Linked DNA regions of Gossypium arboreum: region 2 is linked to region 1. A link is a contact called in public Hi-C data. All regions are on one chromosome and are shown on one strand. Each heading gives the region's core, a stretch centred on a gene start, on an enhancer-like site or on the middle of the called end of the contact. The rest is flanking DNA. Distances are from core to core; before and after follow the strand shown. Region 1 holds the start of LOC108470556. Region 2 holds the start of LOC108470833 (proteasome subunit alpha type-5).

Evidence for each region. A called contact is a pair of places that touch in the nucleus more often than the background predicts.
Region 2: a Hi-C map of leaf shows a contact between it and region 1, with 5 times the contacts expected there. The contact joins the promoter of LOC108470833 here to the promoter of LOC108470556 in region 1. A contact is called at or near these places in 2 of 5 Hi-C or Micro-C datasets (both in leaf).

What each region holds. Positions count from the first base shown.
Region 1 is chr6:16,537,819-16,545,465 of ASM2569848v2, forward strand. It overlaps LOC108470556, which reads right to left and starts at 3,512. Exons shown (of 8, transcript XM_053030190.1): 1 at 3,390-3,512; 2 at 2,434-2,743; 3 at 1,350-1,547; 4 at 925-1,197; 5 at 611-713; 6 at 306-424. The coding sequence starts at 2,733.
Region 2 is chr6:17,207,003-17,214,649 of ASM2569848v2, forward strand. LOC108470833 (proteasome subunit alpha type-5) reads right to left here and starts at 3,855. Exons shown (of 10, transcript XM_017772321.2): 1 at 3,677-3,855; 2 at 3,530-3,580; 3 at 3,366-3,447; 4 at 3,126-3,206; 5 at 2,383-2,496; 6 at 2,202-2,303; 7 at 856-914; 8 at 277-379; 9 at 1-43. The coding sequence starts at 3,543.

The sequences.
Region 1 (7,647 bases), core at 2,262-4,761:
CCACAAATCACAAAGAGGACCATTCAACCACAACAGGATAGGAGAGGAAGAACCAGAGAGAGGCAGACAACTGAAGGTGAGGCCAGTAAGAGTTCACAAGCCAGCACTTATTTGCTATTAAGGGGTTTAAACTCATCCTAGTGCAAATTACTGTTCTTCTTTGAAAAGAAAGGCAATAAAAGCTTAAGGAGCACAACCATATCAAATGGAACATGTAAGATACTTATGCTTACAGTAGAAATATCTCAGCATCCCTTTCTTTCACAAGGAATAAATATAATTTCTAAACAACTGATATCATTTACCTCAGCACGCAAATCATCTACAGAAGCAGCTGAGAATGTAGGCACTAAGTCTGCTCCATTTATAACAGAAGTAATAAAATCAGTCCCCGAGTCTGCTAACTCCCATGTCATACAAGCAGCTGCATGCAGCACATATATGGTCAGTTCCATTACTATGTTCAAAGAAGAAGGTATCACATTAAACAAACATCCTAAGGGGATATGTCATACCATATTACAGCAGAGATGTTCTATACAGGAGCATGTGAAGAGGCATCTATTCTTGAAGGCTAACACTAGATGAGAGAGAGAGAGAAAGAACAAACCTGGAGCAAATGTGACACAGGTAGTTGTTGATAACTCCTTTTGCTCCCGCAGCACATAAGTTAGAAGTGCACCAGTGCCTCCCCCCAATGAATGCCCTACAATCTATTAAATCAAATTCAATAAATCTATTGATTTCAGCAAATTTTGATAAAGTAGACAGGTTTAATTTTTAAAAGGTTTAAAAGATCAAAAAACAATTTGATATTTTCACAATTAGCATTATCTAATTAGCAGCATTCTTGTTAAGCAAATATATAGACAGAAAATAGTTGCAGGAAAATTTATGGACATAAATTGCAAATTATGCCTTTACCTTAACCTTATAAGTTGGATGTTGACCAAGTGCTTTAATAAGACAAGGAGTGGCAAGCTTTGCTATCCACCGAGCAGCTGCTACCATTCCGCAATGTGCATAACCTAAAACTAAATCACTCACTCCTCCCTCTTGCACAACAGAGTGATGGAATGGAACTATAGCTCCAGTTGCAGCTGTCAGAGTATCCTTGATACTGTGTGTTCCACGAATTAATAGAAGAAAACATTCTGTTTTGTGGTCTACCAATATTGTAAATGCAGGCTTCAAAATCTGCAAGATTTCAATAAATATGATAATACTAATCATAAATTCAAAAGCACATTGACAGTACAATTGAATTGTAATACCTTTGAAAATTAACTACAATATTAAATATATATATCACATACTAATCCAGAAAGTTGGGGGGCGACACAACTTACTCCTGCTTTGGGTTCTTGGAGAAGAACATCTTCCTCTGCATAACCAGTCTCCTCCAAAAATAAAGGAAATGGTTTTTTTGAAAAATGCCAGCACAATGTCAACAAGTTTAACAGATATTTAAGTTCAGCATTTATATCTGGTCCTTTGAGCTCAATGCTATCTTTACCACCAAATACACTTGCAACATGTAAATGTCCCTGAAAAAAAAAATAACCATATTGTTTGTAGTGCCAATAATAGATACATCAAATTGACAACGAACTATTAAGAGTTTCTATAAACACTACTTCATAAAAACACGAAAGCCTGATCTGGTGATTTGTTTACAGAATACAAGAAATTCCAGGAGGATATAGGATATCATATCAAGTTCTATAATTATCTCAGTACAATAAAACTAGAGCATCGTATGGAGAAAATATGTTTCTGCCCAAGAACAAACAAATACATGTACTGTAAAATGGCTTTAAAAACATCAAATGAATTTGTCTTTGATGCTCATACTGAGATGCATTAGGTTTACAATGAAATGCAGTGTTAAGACATCATACAACTATACCTGTTGCACAGAGGCATGATAGGTCTTGACTCCTAACTGTGAGAACCATGCATGGATTAAGTACAAAACAGATAATGACATAAAAACAAACCAAAATCCATTGCACTGGATTCATCCTTTAGATTAAAAACCTTACTTATAAATCTCAACACAAAATTCGAAATGTAAGTTAGGTTCATGATGGTAGTGGCATAACAAAAGGATTCAGAATTCTGAACTCATGATTCTGATATGAACACTGTAATTAACAAGAAAGTCGAATGATAGTAGATTTAAACTAACTGGAGCAGAATCATGAAATTTGGCAGAAAAACTAGCATTAGTCCAACACCCATCATCTCTCGTATGTAAATGAAACTGCCAACTTCTTTAAAAACAACTTCCCCCACCCCTCCCAAACACTCGTATTCTAGTTACTAGCCAATCTGTTTTACAGTCCTCAAAACAGAGTAAATGAAACCAATAAAATAATCATGGCATCAAACATTACAGCAGCAATAAAAATCAAAGGATGCATACGGTACCTGCCTCTTCAATAAGAAGTTGATCCCAAATGCCAAATCTCCAATGGGCCACTTCCCTAGAGTCTCAGAGTATGTAAACCTAAGAGTTTCAGACAAAGTAGAAATCGTCTCTACCCACGTTGCAGGAGCTTGAATTAACCTATGCGAAACGCGATCAAGCCCTGAAGAAGGATTATTGGACAAATCACTTCCATTTTCATTGTCATCGTTACCAGACCTATCTGTCTGCAATTTACGATTCAATGTATAGTACAGAAGAGCAGCTGCACCAGCTGCGGTAGCCATAGTTGCAGTTGCCATGAGTTTATCCCTAAAATATTAAATAAAAGCACAATTATAATTACCTCAGAAAGCTTGTAATATCACATTCAAACATAGACGAGAAATATAGTCAATGCTTTCTAAAAACAATATTGGAGAAAGGAGAGAGCATTGTAACCTTGTATTTGGCTGCTGGGAAAACTAAAGAGAAAGAAAGAAATCGAAATTCAGATCCTATTTCTAATAGCTAACATGCTTCATCGCAATACAGAGCTATAAACTTTGAGATATATCATCTACGGATTAAACGAAAAAAAAAAAAAACCCATACACACACAAACACACGGAATGTGAAAAAAGAATAAAACATGACAACCTAAACATGAGGAAAATCTGGGGGGAAAAAACCCTAATAACACGGCAAATCGGAATATTTAAAATTAACGAACCTGAGGAGCTCGATATTCACTGAAATTCTCCGATTAATTACGAAAACTACCTTCGTGTGTAAAGAAACCGATTGATTACTCAACGCATATTCTTTTATTTTATGTTTATTATTATTAGAGAGGGAGTGAGTGGGGGAGGCATGGGTTAATTAGTGGAAAATTTTTGTAATGCCGGTTTGTAGTACACGTGTCCGAATCTAATTGCAGGGAAGCTAGGAAATAGGTGTTTTAAGAATTTAAACCGACCTTAGCTTAGCTATTAGGATTGTACTTTTCCGGTCTTGGTGTCTTCTACTGTAAGGATGGGAGGGGTGGCTTCAAAGTACAAGTCCGGATGCAGAATTTATTCAAGTGTAACCCGTCTCTATTGTGGTTTGAATTATATTTTTGGTTTAAATATCCCAAATTATTTTTTATTTAAAAATCTTAGTCCTCCATTTAATTTTACTATTAAAGTTAACAATGTCAAAAATAAAATAATTCTTAAAAATAAAAAATTATTAAAAAAGATAAAACTCATTAAAATTATAAAAAATTATAAAAAATTATAAAATTCAATGTTATATAAATCGGACCGGATAGGGAATCGATTAGGGTATCAATTCGGCGAGACGTAAAAATTAGTTGACTAACGAACTGGTACAAACTAATTGAAATAAGCTTAAAATTGGTTGAATCGATAGTTGAATCGATTTTGAATTGGCCTAACCAATTGGTTCCTAGAATAACCAATATAAGCTGGTTCAAAGCAAATAAATTATTAAAACTTATAATAAAAATTATAAAATTGGTTTAATTGCTAGTTCAACTGATTTTTAATTTAGTTCAACCAGTCTCTTCTAATTCACAGGTCTACAAATTTTTAAAATTTTAAACTTTTTTAGCCCTCAATATTTATAGTTTTTATCAATTTGGTCCATACGCTTCAAAAGTACATTATTTTTTTATAAAATTTTAAAAATATATTTTTCTTATTTAAAAAATAAATATTTAAAAAATATAATTTTAGTAAAAATAAAACTCTTTAAAATAAAAATAAAAAATAAAAAGATATTTTTAAAAATATTTTTAAATATAAAACTTTCAAAATTCAATGTTATCTAAATCGAATCGGATTGATTGGATCAAGAACTAGTTGGGTATTGGTCTGATGAGAGATAAAAATCTAGTTAACCTAGAATCGGTACGGACTACTTGAATCGAGCTAAAAAAACCAGTTGAACTGGCGATTGAATTAATTTTATAATTTCTTTAATTTTTTTATTTTTAGTAATTTATTTTCTTTAATCCGGATGGATAGATTGTTTTGGAAATCAATTGGCCACACTAGTGTTGGGGATCAACCCAATTAAGCAACGAACAAGTAAAAATAGCGGAAAAATTTGAGAAATTGAATACAAAAATTTAACGTGAAAAAACCCCCCCAAAGAGGATAAAAAAACCACGGGCAAAGATATTTTTACTGTAATGGAAAAAGAACGAAGAGTATAAAAGATGAAAATAAAAACTAAACCTCAAAACCTGAAAACAAAGAACCTTCAGAACCTAAACACAAAATTCTCCAAAAGTGTTATGAGTTCAATATTTAATAGGTGTATTTTCTAAAGTTGTAAAAGAGCCTATTTATAGGCTAAATTCGTAGGTCAAATACTAATAAAATAATCTAGACTAATCAGAATTTAACTGAAACAAAAAAACAAAGTTTAATTGGAAGATTATCTCTCAAATTTGATTGAAATATGAGGCATACTCAACAAATCTCCAGCTTAACTCGTATTTCCACAATGCCATCTTTGCCAAAGCCTGCCACGGGCCTATCTTGAACTATGCAGGGAATTAACTAAGTCGAATCTATGCTTAGAAGTTAGAAGACTTCTAGTGTAACAGCCCGATTTTGGGCCTAGTCGGAACAGTGGTTTCAAGACCACAAATCTGACGTAGTAAAACTTTTTTTATCACATTTTTATGGTTTAAAATTTTCTGGAATGATTTCATGAAAATTTCGTTCAAAAATTTTGACGTTTGAGCATTCAATTTAGCAAAAAAGGACTAAATTGTAAAAAATGAAAAAGTTGAGTTCTACGTACTAGAGGTGTCAAATTTCTTTGAAATTTTACATGGAAGGTCCTTAGATTGTAATTAGACCATTTTACTTTAAGTTGGACAAAAATAAACATGAGGTAAGAGAATTTTAGTGTTTTAAGAAAAGGGCATTGTGGTCATTTAGTAACTAAATGAATTAAAAAGAAAAAATCAAGCCAAAATATAGTCCATCTTCTTCATGCTTGTGTCAAAATTTAGAAGGGAAGCTATAGCTAGGGTTTGGCCACTTTCAAGCTCGATTGTAAGTCCGTTCTTGCCCCGTTTTTAATGTTCTTTACATTTTTGAAGTCATTATCACTCGATCTATCTATTTCTACCATTAATTTGAGAAATGATTAAGGTCTAGGGTTTGAACCATGTTAGATATGTGTGTATTTTGATGCCTAATGGTAGAAAATGTGTGTTTGGTGTGTCATAAACAACTTTTGCTAGGTGATTTTTGATGAAAATGTCAAAAGGACCAATTTGTAAAAAGGTTATAAAATGTGTGTAAAAGTGCGATTAAATGAAAATTGTGAGCTTTTATAAGCATGAAAGAGGTTTGACTAGGCTTGAGAATCTAAGAAATTGAATTTATTTCATTTTACGAGCCTAGGGACCAAAGTATAAAAATGTCAAAGTTTAGAGGCAAAATGTAATTTTGCCATAACGTAATTTTTGGGCTGAATTAAATAATGTGAATAATAAATGAGTTAAATTTGCTATTATAAATCAAGAGAAACGAGGTTCGGACCTAAATCGGGGGAAAAACAAAGTGTTTGACGAGTAGGTCCTATTTCTACTATTTTGTACCGAGGTAAGTTCTTATGTAAATAATGCATTGCTTTAATTATGTTTTAAATGCTTTATTATTTTATGAATTATGATTAACCATTGAACGTGTTCGAAAAATTTTAGACAAGAGTGAAATCTCTATTGAACTTTAGGAATAGATAGGATACAAATGTCATGACATTAGGGTAACTAAGGCTACGTGTAAGACCATATTTGGGATATGGCATCAGTATGAGACTTCGTGTAAGACCATATCTAGGATATGGCATTGATATGAGACTTCATGTAAGACCATAGCTGGGCTATTGGCATCGATACGAATTCTATGTAAAACCATATCTGGAATATGGCATTGGTATGGCACCATGTGTGCAGAACTCCCGAGTATCCTTTAATATTCCAAGTGGTTCAACAGGTAATTAAATGAGTATGTCAAAGATGAATTTTGTGTAAATCCAATTCGAGATGACTCAGGTATGTATGTAAAACTCATACAAAATGAGCTCGTTATGTGATGAACCCTCGGTAAGGTTATGATTGAGTAAGTTATGATTATAAGAACTTAGTAATATTTATGTCAATTATCATCATGTTGATTGTATGTTAAATGTGTATTTATGATGCCTATTATTTGCATGGGAACTTACTAAGCTATATAGCTTACTCCCCTTGTCTTATAGTGTCGCCAAGCTAGCTCAGATTTAGGGATCATCGGAGGCTCCATCACACCATCAACTGATTATTTTGGGTACCAATGAATTTGACATTTTTAGTTGTGGCATGTATAGGGACTTGGTTATTTTGTTATGTGTCATAATTGAATTGGCTTAATACATTGGCCTATATTGGTTGATAATTCATTGTAAATGGCCATATGGAATTGGCTAATATTGGTTTAAGTATATATGCATATAGTGAGGTTTTCATGGACGTGGAAGTTTGCATGATTGAAGTTGATAAGTATGTGATGTTTGTATGTGGTAAATGGTAGCATGTGAATGATGTGTGGATGTCTTGTTTTTTGGTTGAATTGGTTGGTTGTAATTGCTTGGATTGGTGTTATGTTTTGTTATGTAGGTAAGTGCATAGAAGGGTGAAAAAATGGCTTGGTAAATAGCCTTATTTTTTGTCCACACGGGTAGACACACGGGCATGTGTCTAGGCCATGTGTGACATACAGCTTACCCCATGGGCGTGTGCTCCAGCTGTGTGCCCCCTGCACCTTAATTGCTGCAAAACAGAATGCTTAGAACTGAGCACACGGGCAGAGACACGGGCATGTGTCTCAGCCGTGTGGGTGACACGGCCTTAGGCATGGGTGTGTGCCCTGGGCGTGTGAAGTCTGCACCTATTTTATGAAAATTCATAATTTTTAAATCAACCACATAGCCTAGCATACGGGCGTGTCCCAAGCCACACGGGCGTGTCCCAAGCCACACGGGCGTGTGGCTCTTAAAACATGTAAAATTTGTTAAGTGTTGTGAAATTTTCCAAAGTTCTCGGTTTAGTGCTGAACCGCTTCCATTGGATGTGTTGGTCCTCGTAGGTTCGTTTTAGTGATGTTATGAATGTATATGAAAAGTTTTAAATTTAGATGGAAATTTACTTATCGGTTTTGTATGATTGC
Region 2 (7,647 bases), core at 2,605-5,104, 670 kb after region 1:
AAATGGACAGAGCAATTGTTTCAGCTTCTTGAAGAGTTAGGTCCTACATGGGAAGAAAAAATATCCATTTTTAATGTTAATCAGCACGAAGTAACTCATGCATATTCGAAATAGTCAAAACAATGGAACTTATTATTGTGACATGGCATGTTAATTTTAGTTATTTAGACATTGCTGACATCATAAAACTTAATAAGTTGACTTCTAAATCAATCAAGTTACAAGTTAAACACTCCCAAGGACAAAAAAACAACACAGAAACACAAGTGGAGATACCTTGTTGTATTGCTCTTGCAAAGAGCTATCTGCACCTTCAGAACCAGAGCCTATAGCTTTTGCATTGCATTGCCAAAATGTGCCAGATGGATCAGTATAGTATCTATAAAAGAGAAGATGGAAGTAACTGAGAATGGACTTAATTCAAAGTTAGTTCAGTGAATGCAGTCTCTCATGTGCAATAATGCAAACTTGGATTAATTGGTTGGGGCATGGAATCCATATCATGTGCATGATGCGTTGTTACGGTTCTAACTTCTTAAAATTTGACAATCTAAAAACTAACAAGGAGTAATAAGCATGTACCTTTATATCTGTAATAAAATATTAGTTGCAAATGAATATATTTGGAAACCAGCTTACCAGACCACAGGACTGTTTCTAATTAAAGTGCCAGTAATTGTTAATAGATAACATTCTTCATGGCAGTTCTATGTCTAAGAGTATTAACCAACTACAATAGAGATAATATTATCCTAAAAGTGCAAGTGATACAAATTCATTAGTCTTTCACATTTGTTTAACAGGAATTTTTGTTCCAAGAGAAAGCCAATGCAATAAAAATCATTTGATACTTACAAGCTAGGCCCGTTCTCATCATGACCAGCAATGAGAAGTGATACACCAAACGGTCGGGACTGCACAGGAAAGCATGACTATATGTGAGAATAAACATATCAAAAGTAGTGCCATGGATAGAATTCTATATCAAATGGCAAAAGAAACTTACAACCTGTTTGGTTTGACAGAATAACCATTCCATAACGAGTCTATATGATGCACTACAATGACACAGCCATTTGGTTCACAGAATGGCTTATTCAAGCCTCATTTCCCAGTCTCAGAATAGCCATTTGGCACACCCCCCCCCCCCCCCTTTTTCTTTTTAAATGGCTATTCCCAGAAGTCTTGGAATAGTTTCTTGCTCCCATTTTACCCCAACCAAAAGAAAAATGCAACCCAAAAATTTCATTCACACATCCCTAGAAGGGAAACCAACACAAAAATGACCAAAAACAAGAAGTGAGGAAACTACTTGAGCTGGATGAGAGGAAACTCTCATGTCCGATGGGGGTATCCCACAGGGCCCTATCCTAATTTTTCTTTTTCGCTACAGACAAAGAAAAAGGTTGAAAGGAAACCAACAAATATTTCAGTATATCTATGCTTTTAATTTGATTTTTACAAATATATATAATTAGAAAATGGGAAGATAGCGAGCAATGACAGCCGGCAGAGTGCAACAATGACCCTGACCGAATACTGGGCTTTTGGCTAGGGTCTGGGCTTTTCCTAAACAATGAGAGATACTAGAGAGAGTGTAGAGCAGATAGGGAAACGGAAGGAGAGAAAACAAATATCTATAGGGAGAGAAAACATACTTTTTTTTATTTTAAAACATATTTTATTTTTAATATATTACTAAATATAAAATATTGAATTACTATATTTATATTTTAAATGTGATACATCAATATTTTATCTAAAAGCATATTAACATATAAAGCATGTTTTATATTTAATATAAAAAAAATTATTTTATGAAATTATTTTAGTGAAATAATTTAATTTTTTAAAATAAAACATTCTTATTTATATTAAGGACAAAAATCTTCTTTCTTTAAGCTATTTTTTGCTTATTCCATAACATCATTTTGTCCAACCAAATTAAGTAATAGTATTCCTCATTCCATTTAATCAACCAAACCAAGTAATACATATTCCGACTCTATTCTATTACCACAACATAGCAACTTCATTCCCCCCTCTATTCTATTCTGATGAACCAAACACTATGTTAATGCACAACTACACAATCATACTTGGTATGCACCCCCTTTATTGCTTATCAAGATGAGTAAAAAGCATCACCAATAAAGAAATTAAAGTAGCTAAAATTAGACAGAAAAGATATTAAGGTGTACCATCGATTCTTCATCTCCTTCACCAAATCGAAGGGCCAGATCACAAAGAGCTTGTGTTGTGGATTCTACTGTCATTGGCTCACCATATGAGAATCTGTGGTTCTGTGTGAATATAACAGATATCAACATAAAAGTCACATAACTTCATATCAAAGTGTAATGGCACTAGTAAGTACTGTACCTGAGTCTCAACTCGTGCATGTTCAACAAGTGTACGGGCATCAGCAATCAACCCACTCATAGCACATCCTATATGCTCATCAATTTCCATAATCTTCTCAACGCTGCTAGGTTCCTGAAAGAGGATCCATTACCTATTAGGCCTGAAAGAAATGGCAACCATCTACATTCCGTAGAATCTAATATATGTGACACATTCCATGAGCTAGATTTGTGGTAGGTTTTTACAAGGGTGCAGCTTCAAGTGCACAAGCTTTTATTCAAAGTAAACAAGTGACAGGAAAAGGAACTCTAGGGGGCATGGTAGTATACTGAGAAAAAAAAGGAGGCGGAAGCTAGTTGAATATAATACCGAACACGGCTTAGACATTAAATCACATGGAGCTGTTAGCACAATATGGGGGCCAACAATAGAGTGGGAATGCAGGAGGAATAAGCAACTGACAACTCTGATGGCACACGCTGATCTTCAATTCTAGAGTCATGAAAATCAACCAACACTCACTTGTATGCAACTGAAGAGTGAAGACTTATTTGTTAGAAGAGACTCCTCAAGACCCTAGAAGTTCACATCTTAAAAAAAGAAAAGAAAAGAAAAGGAATCCTCTAATACCACAGTTAAGCAAACAAGACAATTAAAGCAAAGCAGAAAGCCTTTTTAGTTTTTCCTCGATTGCAAACAAGTAAATCTAACTATACAAGTGACTATAATAACATTAAATGAAATAAGAGTGCAGTGCATACCAAAAGTGGTGAAGTAATACGCTTCTCAACAGCCAGAACGACACCTTTTTTTGTCTTCAACCCAATTGCAGTTGAACCCAGCTGCAGTTCAATCCCCCCCCCAAAAAAAAAAAAGAAGCCATTTACATTGAAATACACCCAAAAGGACTAAATATGCTAATCTGAGAAAAAAAATATTTTCCTAGAGAAAACTCTTAAGTTTGATGGTTTTCAAAGGAAACAAACAGAAAAAGGTTCTACCTTGATGGCCTCAATAGCATATTCCACCTGGAACAATCTCCCTTCCGGAGAAAATGTGTTCACTCCACGGTCATACTCAGTCCTACAAGGCCAACAACCAAACATTTAAAAGGAAAAAAAAATAATTAAAGTTTAGCAGTAATAAATATGCTATGATTTGGTACCTGGTGAGAAACATGTTTGGATCGACTTGATCTTATTAGATCTACCAAAACCTAAAAAAAATAAAAAAAAAAAGAGAGAGAGAGGAAAAAATAGTTTATTTCTGGAAAGTAACTTAACTCGAAAAATATAACTGAGAGATGGTTTACTTGTGACAAAGGGTGAGATTCAGCAACGAGAAAGCTTAGCGATGCTGGTATTTTTCGTAGAAAAAAATACCTTCGGTTCTGGTATCTGTTTGCTCTTGCAAAGCAAAACAAGGCAGGCTGTTAAAACGCCGCCGCATCACGCCGTACCATAATGAACATCGACGCTTTCCTGGGCTGGGCTTCTCAAATTACTATTAAAAAGTATTTTGAGAAATAAAAAATCATTTTAAATATTATATTATAAAGTAAAAATATATATTTATATGAAGTTAAAATTTATTAATATTATAATATTTAAATGATGTTGAATAAAACCATAAAATTTAGAGAAAATATTCTATCTTAGTAGCGAATTGGTAAATTTTAAAATTAACAATTTATAATGATTTGAAAAATCCTTAGTTGAGGTATATTAAGCGAGTAGAGGTAAGTATTTTTGGCCGAACTATTATAAGTCGATTGTACAAATTTTTTTTTTACCTTTTCTACTTTATTTTAAAAATTTGTAAGACACTTAAAGTTTTTAATATCTCAATTCCCTTTTTTGGTATTTTTGAGCCTAACAAATGATGATGTGATGAAATTATGAATTTGTTATGATGCTATGCATTGTTGCACATTTAAATTGGTTACTTTAATGCATGTTTATGCTTAACAATCATGTGCATAATTAGAATCAGGGAAAATGAGAGATTTATCCTAATTGACCATATCTATTCAACTCATGAAGCATAAGGAGTTAAGAAACTCAATGTACAGGCTTACAAGCAAGAGCTACAATTGTATCACCCCTAACTCGACTTGTCTGCCGGGTCTAGGTAAGGAGCATCACAAATGGATTGGATTCACCTATTCTTAATTTTTGTTGACTTAACTACTATAAAACAAACTAATAATAAAACTAATAATAATTCTTACAACAAGACCTTAAGCCATTGAATGTTTAGTCCCTCAAATTTCTGTTTCTAACCAAACTATTTGTTTATATCGAAACTCTTACAACTCTTATCAGAGGCTAACTATCCTATTACCCAGATACTATAGATGTTATCTGGCTACTACATAACTAATCCTGAGGCGAAGCCTCCAATGGTACCCCTTTCTTATGTGCATGACCTCGAATCAACAACGATCATCGATCTCTACTTTATCTAGCTTAATCTCTCCTCAAAGTCCTCAATCATCCTCACAAGTCCTACCAATATCAGCCACACTACTGTAAGTTCAAATGAACTTAGTGAGTTTCTTCCCTACTCGCTCAAGGAGATTGTTCTTTATCAAGGTGGCGAACTCCACTTGATCCTCCAAGCTACTCAACTCACTATAAGACCTTCATCTAGTCAGGCTCTCCACTTGATTGTATCCTAGATACTTTCCATATTAGCAAAACTTATCCTTACTTCTCATCTTTCCTCCCTTACACTTCCCCACCACATAAGATGTTCATTAGCCTTAAACTGAATTGGTTGTATGTCGACTTCCTATTTTGAACCTTTATGGTAGCTTTTTCATCTTCTCGTCCAAAGATTCTTAGAACATACCTTCCTTGGTGGACTTGGTCAGACCAATCCTTGGAGGACTCCCTCTTTCCATACTATAGTCCTAAATGGCTCGTTGGCATTTCCGTATTGTGCTGACTTACAACAGGCCTTGCCACTTGGGTGAACCCATTCTCATTCCATCTTACTGATAACAATGGTAGGATTACTACCAGTAATCCACCCATAACCAAGACCTTTCTTAGGGACTTACCCATCCCATAAATAAAGGTCAGTCTGACTAATCAAACGAATAGGTTATCGTCCATGCGACTATACAAGCTTGTGATTCCACTTGCCCGTTTCCTCCCTACGGGGCTATCATTGTTGTGGTGTACCCGCATTAGACTTTCCTCAAAGAGGAATAGTCTTGATAGACATTCTATCCCTTGGACAAAATCCTTATCTTGGGAGTGAAATTTCCATCCTTCCCATGAGATTTGCCTCTCGCATACAACTTCTTTGAGCTTTCCCTGGTGGCTCTTCATAATGGAGCCTTGCTTGCGATCCTTGGATAATTCCCCTCTCACATTTCCTTAATTAGGCCAGCTCTCTCATGACCTATCTTCCTCTAATTCTTGTTGGGTCTTCGTCCATGCCTTGTCGACTTTCACATCTATCCTTACCACTTTCATAATTTTTGGCGGTTTTTCATACTTGTTGCACTGACAGTATACCCCTCATTTGAGTCACGGCAGACTTTTCACATTTGTTTCATGGCAGACTCTATGGGTTGTCGTAACCAAGCTATGGTCTTATACCTTTTTTACCTCATTTCCCTTGTTCTGGCGAACTTACCCTATGTTTACTGTCCCGATGAACTCTATTTGTGTTTACTGTCCTGGCGTACTCTCTCTATGTTATGTGTTTACTGTCCTAGCAGACTATCTTTGTTTTGTGTTTACTGTCCTATCGGACTATCTCTTTTTTGTGTTTACTATCCTAATGAATTATTTCTGTGGATGCCATGGAGTTTTTCATCCATGGGCTTACACTAATCTGCCATCCTTGCATACTATCATATGATGCCATTGAGTCTTTCATCCATGGTCTTACTCATTATACATCGTTGCCATAACATCTTTCATTTATAGTCTTACAATGTATACCTGATACCTTGCACCATGTTGCCATGACATCTTTCATCCATCGTTTTACACTACGTACCTTATACCACACCGTCATAGCCTCTTTCATCTATGGTCTTACGTCATATATCTGTAACAACCCATTTTCTACGATATTAGAATAATGGTTTCAGGACCACAAATTTGACAAGTAAATTATTATTTCATTATCATTTTAATGTCTATGGAATTATAATAAGGTCTTATTAAAATTTCATTAAGAAATTTTGAAGTTTACTTAGTTAATTAAATAAAAAGGACTAAATTGTAAAAGGTGTAAAAATGGAGTTCTACTAGTTAAAAGGTCTAAAAGACTATGGAAAGGAAGTCTAATGGACTTAAATGGTAAACAAACCATTTAAATAAGATAGTGGATATTCATGGCAAGGTATTAATGCAATTATTAAAGTTTTTAAAGGTTAAAATAGTAATTTGATAAATAAAGTTAAAATAACTTAAGGAAATAAACCCATCTTCTTCCTCATTTCTTTCTCGATCGAAAATAACCATAGATATTGAGCTTGATAATTTGGTTGGCTTTCCATTTTGCATGTAATTGATTTTCAATCCCATTTTTAATAATTTCTATGTTTTTTAGATTGTTTTAGCTTAATCTAGCTAGCTCGGGGGTTAATTTGTAAAACTATTAAAGGTAGGGTTATGCCATGAATGATTATTGAATGGTTTTGATGTTAAATGTTAGATTATAAACTCTTGTTGAAAAATAAATAATTTTTATAAAGTGCTTTTTAATGAAAATGGCATTTAGGGACTAATTTGTTAAAAATATAAATTCTAGGGTTCTATTGTGAAATGGTGGTGAATATGAGTATTTTCAAGGTCCATTTCATGTTTGGTTAACATGGAATTTGATTAAAATGGTTAGATTTTAAGTTATAAGCTTAAGGACAAAATTGTGAAAAGATTAAAATGTTAGGGGTAAAATGGTAATTAAGCATAAATGTGAATTATGGATTGAATTGAATGTTTGAGGTTAATTGAAGAACTTAATTGAATATAAAATCTAATTAGATAAATATAAATCACATACGGACCTAGATCGAGGCAAAGCTAAAGCTTCGGAATAGCTCGATTCCACTTTCACACCCCTAATCGTGAGGTAAGTTTGTATGAACTGTTATCATATTAATGTTATTTACATTAATTGTTATTATTTTAATTATATTTCAAATAGATTGATACATGAACGTATCAATGCTATGATGAATTGATGGATAACGAGTCCTAGTTGAACCTTAGGAATTTATAGGATACAAATGACATGTCATTAGGGATTTCATGTTTC